Linked DNA regions of Zea mays: region 2 is linked to region 1. Evidence: chromatin contacts called from public Hi-C data. All regions are on one chromosome and are shown on one strand. Each heading gives the region's core, a stretch centred on a gene start, on an enhancer-like site or on the middle of the called end of the contact. The rest is flanking DNA. Distances are from core to core; before and after follow the strand shown.

Region 1 (2,949 bases), core at 286-2,785:
TTGATCAAGTAGTCATGTCCGAGAAAGATGCAATCCTAAACGACCTTTATGCTCTAGAACTCTATTGAATACTCACTCTATTAGATTGAAAAGCCGGTGACCTGCATCGGTTGAGTTCTTACATCGAAAAACAAAAGGACTTGTGAGATTTGTTGTTTCTTGAAGGGTGCTAATAGTGTAGATGCTTTTTGTTCATCAACCTCCACCAAAAGGAAGGGGCATGTGTTGAGCACCAAATTAGCTACCGGACAGTCCGGCCCTATAGTCCTTACGGTCTAGAGTGCGCGGTGACGGCACAAACGGTCTGCATGTGAATAGAATAAGTTAGCCCTAGTTTAGCCTTCCTCTACCTCAATTCTTCGCCTCTCTTCAGCTCTATGTTGACTAGAAACGCCTTGGGTGACCTGTCGACCATAAGAAAACCCTTGGATCTCTCCTCCCGACGCGGTCCCTCACGGGAGGCGAGATTCAGGTTCTTCGTGATAAAATCGGTTCGGGTACAGATATTTTTTGCCGCCCGTGGGTTACCCGTGGATATTCGTAAAAACTAAAAAACTAGTGAACATGTATCATGAAGACTTAAAGTGTTTCCATATTATATTCTGTATGCCTGTGTTGACGCATAATTCATGAAGACTTGTTTGAAGTGTTCCATGTACGCATAAGTTTTCTGGAATTTTTGCTGGTTATGATTGTATTTTCTGGAATTTTCTATATTATATATATATATATATACCCGATATCCGACGGGTACGGACACGAGTATAATTTTTTTATCCGCGAGTACAGTTGCGGGTGGGTATGGCTAATATCCGCGGGTACGGTCGTGGACGGGTATTTATTATACTCGACCTGTGACATCCCTAATAGTGTTTGGTGCCCTATCGACGTCCGCACAACCTAAAAATCTTGTCACGACACACAGAAAAAATAAGTCTTTCTACTCTATTACATCTATGAGGGTAGAAAATGTTTTTCTTATACATGGTACACATGCACGCTAACATAATAACATGCATTATTTGCAATGCTCATCGCTTGCAAGACTCATTTCTCAAACAAAGAGAAATTGTTCCTTCACGGTCCTCAAACAGCCTAGTCTATGGTAGGCAGGCAGGAGAAGCCGAGGAGGAAGCACCTGCCAAAACGGAGAGAGGAGATATTTTCGACCAGCGCGACATGCATGGCATGGCAAACTATATATCGTCATCATCATTATTATCATCTGACCCTCTTTTTTTTTCACTCTCACTCCCATGTTTTTATTCCCGGGCGGGGCCGTGTGGGTGTGGGTTGGGATGGCCGGATTGGGGTCCCGGGGTGGAGAAATGACAAATCCAGGCCCGCAGGCGGCCACCCACCAAATCGGACGACGCAGGGTGCCCAAATCAGGAAGGATTTTAAGGTTAACCGGCCACCGGCGGTGACCGACGCCCCACCCCACTCTCCTTCTCCTATTCTATCTATATATCACCCGCCTCTTTTTTCTCCCTCACTCCGCCACACCTTCCCTCTTCTTCCTCAGCTCCGTCGCCCACCGCCGGAGCTCCGAAAGGCCCCGCGCCCGCCGCCTTTCCTGTAAAAAACCCAACCTTTAGCTAGCTAACCGCTCCTCTTCTCCCCCTACTCCCCTTGCCCAAATCAGAGAAGATATTTAACGGAGGAGGGGAAGGAGAGGATATTTAGCTGATTGTTGATTGGTGGTCCGGGGTACGGTGTTCTTGAGTCGTGAAGCGACCGTACAGTGGCTAGGGCCGTCTCCGGGTTGCGTGCAGGATGGTCGTCAGAGATCGGGAGTGAGGAGGCAGCTCGTGGTCGTGGAGGCTAAATGTACCGCAAGAACGACTCGGCACTCTCCTGTTTCTACCTCTTCCTCCTCTGGTTCTTCTTCTTGAAATAGACCAGCGCCAGCCACCAGGTAGCTACCTACTAGCTAGCAGCCCAGTTGCGACTGGGGACGGGCTGCTGCTTGCAAGTTGGAATCTTGGAGCAGGAGCAGAGGAGCGGGAGATGGAGCTGGATCTGAACGTGGCCGAGGTGGCGCCGGAGAAGCCATCGGCGGCGCTGGAGGCGAGCGACTCGGGGTCCTCGGGCTCGTCGGTGCTGAACGCGGAGGCGGCATCGGCGGGCGGCGGGGGGCCCGCGCCGGGGGAGGAGGGGTCAAGCTCGACGCCGGCCGTGCTCGAGTTCAGCATCCTCAGGAGCGACAGCGACGCGGCCGGCGCGGACGCCGACGACGGCGACGCCACGCCGTCGCCACCTCGCCACCACCAGCAGCAGCTCGTCACCCGGGAGCTCTTCCCGGCGCCGCAGCATTGGGCCGAGCTCGGCTTCTTCCGCGCCGGCCCGCAGCAGCAGCCGGACATCAGGGTCCTGCCGCACCCGCACCCGTACCCGCCCCCGCCGCCGCCCGCGCAGCCGCAGCAGGCCAAGAAGAGCCGCCGCGGCCCGCGCTCCCGCAGCTCGCAGTACCGCGGCGTCACCTTCTACCGCCGCACCGGCCGCTGGGAGTCCCACATCTGGTCAGTAGCACTGCAAGCTCACCATGCGCCCTTTCACCTACCGACCAATAATCGCTTGTGATTCTGACACCCAAATGTTTCGTCTTCCTGTGCTGTCCTGTTCCTCGGAAATGGCAGGGATTGCGGGAAGCAGGTGTACTTAGGTGAGCAGCAATAAGCAGATCGATCTGCAGCATAAATTTCCCGTTATTAACTAGTTCGTGATCTCGATCGAATGGCCTAATTAACCGATTCGGTGATCTGGCCGATGGCCAATCTACGCAGGTGGATTCGACACTGCTCATGCCGCTGCAAGGTAACGATCAATCCATCCATCCACCCTTGTCTAGCTACCCCACCGACCGGCCGGATTAATGGACCGCTAGCTCTCGGGACGGGCTTGCTGCAGGGCGTACGACCGAGCGGCGATCAAGTTCCGCGGCGTCGA
Region 2 (3,057 bases), core at 63-2,562, 270 kb after region 1:
CATAAACTATGCAGAACAGGAATTGTGTCTCTCTATGCCTGCTAAATCTATCCTGTCAATAATGAGGGCCATCAAACGGTGACAGCTAGATATACTCAAACAGCATTGCAGTGTAAATTCATCAATTATCAAATATGACTAGAACAGCAGACGCCCAACTTGTTGAAAAAAGTGGCATCGCAATCTCAGACTAGACCTTTAGCATATGTCATGTGACAGGAACATAATAACAAAAAAAGCAGCAAGCAGCTCAGAATAGCTCAGAACACACAACCTGAAGAATAGCGTGAATGAAGGAACTCTTGATGGAGCTTCTCAGGAGGGTCTCCCCATCCTGGTACTAGTCCGTTCAAGGCCTTCTCGCATTTTGGAGTTCTTTGAGATCCAATGCTTCACACATCTGTATCTGAACAAACAGACTGCAAAAGTCAGCATAATTAATAATAACATACAATGGACTAAAGAAAGACCATGAGGTATACAGAGTCATCCATCGAACCAATTGTTATTATAACAGGGTTGTAGCAACCACACCAAAAGAGTCAAACCAGCATGTATCTCGCTTTCGGCCTTTTCTCACACAATAAACATTAAGCGGATAGTAACAAACCAGGCGAGCACTAGTAGCCTGAGCATTCACTGAGCAATATACCAAAAAACCCAACATAAGCAGCCAGATCAGTACCTCGAGCGAATGGCTCTGCATATGTTGCTTCAGATGCGCCTGCTTCTTGAAGCTCATCCCGCACTGTTCGCACGCACGGCTGATCTCTTTGCGCGGACCAGCATCTCCACCTTCCCAGTAACCCCCCAAAGCATCCACCTCATCCTACACACACCCCATAAGTGTTACCCCTGTAGAACAATACAAAGGAGAACGCGCGCAAATCTGAAGTCTGAACCAAGCGGCGGCGAGCAAGCGAGCAGCACAGCTGGTACCTTGTGGTGCTCAAGCACGTGGGCGCGGAGCAAGCACTTCTTGGACCGGACCACGTCGCAGAACCCGCACTTGTAGCACCTTATATACCTCAGAGGCGGCGCTGTGGTCGCCCCGCCGCCGCTCTCTGTGCCTTCCCCCATCTGAGTCTGACTAACCCCAAAACCACAGCGAAATAAACGAGAAATTGAGACGGGATTCCCAGAATTAGCACCACACGCAACACCAATCGGAGGAAACTGACCTCGAATCGCGGAGGGAGCCGCGGGATCTGCAGGATCGCCCGCCGCCGCCGTGGAGAGAGGTAGCCGCCGCGCAGGAGAGAAACCCTCGACTCGTGAGTCGCCAAGCGTTAGTGGGAGAACAAGCCAAAAACAACCACTGGGAGATGGGCCTGATGAGCATCAGGCCCACCTGGCAAGGGGAGAGCCTTCCCGGGTTCGGGGTCCTAAACGGGTTACGGGTCCCGCTGCGGGTGGCGCACGTGCGCTCCGTTTGGGTGGGGTGGGCTGCCTACCGCTATACGCCTGTACCGCAGCCGGTGTGGCTGACGCTGAAGTGTGCTCCGCTCCGCCTCCGCCCGCGGCCGTACGCTCCCGAGCTCCACCCGTCGCGCCCCGACCGAGATCGTCCCCGGCGATGGCTTCCGCGGTGGCCGCTTCGACCGCTACGCGGTTCCTGCCGCGGCTTCCGGACCCGTGGTGGACGCGTCGTGCGCGAGCGGCGCTCCCGCCGCCGCCGCTCACGTGGCGGCCTCTCCCGTTCACGGTGTCCGCCGCGTCGTCCCGCCCTGGGGAAGCGGAAGGAGGACGGCGCGGGAGGATGCGGAGGCGGCGCGCCAGGAGGGCGGAACAGGAGGAAGGCGTCTCGCTAAGCTCTGGTGAGTACGACGCTCGGCTCCACCCCACCGCCGTCTAGCTTCTTACCGCCCAATTCCTTCCTTCGGCTCCTGCGAGCCAGCCAGCCTTGGGCGCAATAGCTTGGTTGCAACATCAAGCCATGCGCACAATTGTTTGGTTGCAACATCAAGCCATGGGCGCCATAGTTCGGCTGCAACATCAGAAATGCGCAATAACTCAGTGACGCATTTTGAAATCAAGTTCCTCAGAAGGGGACTCCCATGCTATCTGCTGAATTCATTTTTGATGGTTTCGTGAGATTTCTTGTCCCTCTCTGATACCTCGCGTTGGATATGTATGCAGAAAAGGAGACGGTAAATTCTACTCCACGTGCTCAACCCAAAAAGGGTGCAGAACCCGTAGCGGTGTCCAGCACGAGTGGGAAAGGCTCTGCCATTAGAAGGGTGACACTTGTGGTCAGTTTTTTCTATCTATCTACCATTTTGTTGATTCAGCTTAGAGTTACTTCTACACATGGAGCTAATACATTGGGTTTGTTCAGATTCTTGCTGCCGTGCTTTTTGGAGTTAGCATTGCCTTGAAGGACGGGGCCGAGAAGGCATCGGAGTATTTTGCTGGGTGTGTGCTATGCAGATCCCGTTGTATTTAGCATTGGCACTTTTTTACAAAATAGTTATAAGTTTGGCTGCCTTTTCTATTAGAATAGGATTTCTAGGATTACATATGAATAACAGCACATTTGAGAAGGACACAGCAATGCACATTAGCTTTGTTGTTTCGTGCATGTTAGTTTGGTTGCATTGCTGCTACCAATCAGCTCCGTAAAATAATTGAGCAGCACCTTCCATTGATCTTGAGGCCCTCGGGATCCAACACCATCTTCTGGATCACCTTGTCAACTCATGTTCGGAAGAAGAAGTTTGGGATACCATCAAGCAGATGCCCTCTGACAAAGCGCCGGGGCCCGATGGCTTCACGGGAAGATTTTATAAGGTGTGTTGGCCAATCATTAAGAAGGACATCATGGCGGCTGTTGTAGCAATTTGGAGGAAAGACTTTCGGAATTTTCGGGCTCTTAATTCAGCCTTTGTTATCCTCCTTCCCAAGGTTGAGAACCCGTCTAATGCCAAGGAGTTTAGGCCTATAAGCATCATTCATAGTTTTGCTAAACTGATTACGAAGATCCTTGCAAACCGGTTGGGAGGTCAACTTGATAGTATGGTGTCCAAGAACCAAAGTACTTTCATCAAGGGAAGATTT

What was found. A called contact is a pair of places that touch in the nucleus more often than the background predicts.
Region 2: a contact with region 1 is called in a Hi-C map of leaf, with 7 times the contacts expected there. The contact joins the promoter of LOC100383605 here to the promoter of LOC103629196 in region 1. A contact is called at or near these places in 8 of 25 Hi-C or Micro-C datasets (bundle sheath, ear, endosperm and 2 more) and 1 of 3 datasets of contacts at active chromatin or transcription factors (leaf).

Annotation. Positions count from the first base shown.
Region 1 is chr6:36,818,132-36,821,080 of Zm-B73-REFERENCE-NAM-5.0, forward strand. It overlaps LOC103629196 (AP2-like ethylene-responsive transcription factor TOE3), which reads left to right and starts at 1,536. Exons shown (of 10, transcript NM_001328266.1): 1 at 1,536-2,522; 2 at 2,640-2,665; 3 at 2,787-2,817; 4 at 2,911-2,949. The coding sequence starts at 2,011.
Region 2 is chr6:37,090,312-37,093,368 of Zm-B73-REFERENCE-NAM-5.0, forward strand. It overlaps LOC100383605 (Transcription factor IIIA), which reads right to left and starts at 1,313. Exons shown (of 9, transcript NM_001362095.1): 1 at 1,182-1,313; 2 at 940-1,090; 3 at 686-829; 4 at 275-406. LOC100284595 (protein alx) reads left to right here and starts at 1,467. Exons shown (of 13, transcript NM_001157490.2): 1 at 1,467-1,817; 2 at 2,140-2,252; 3 at 2,339-2,415. The coding sequence starts at 1,577.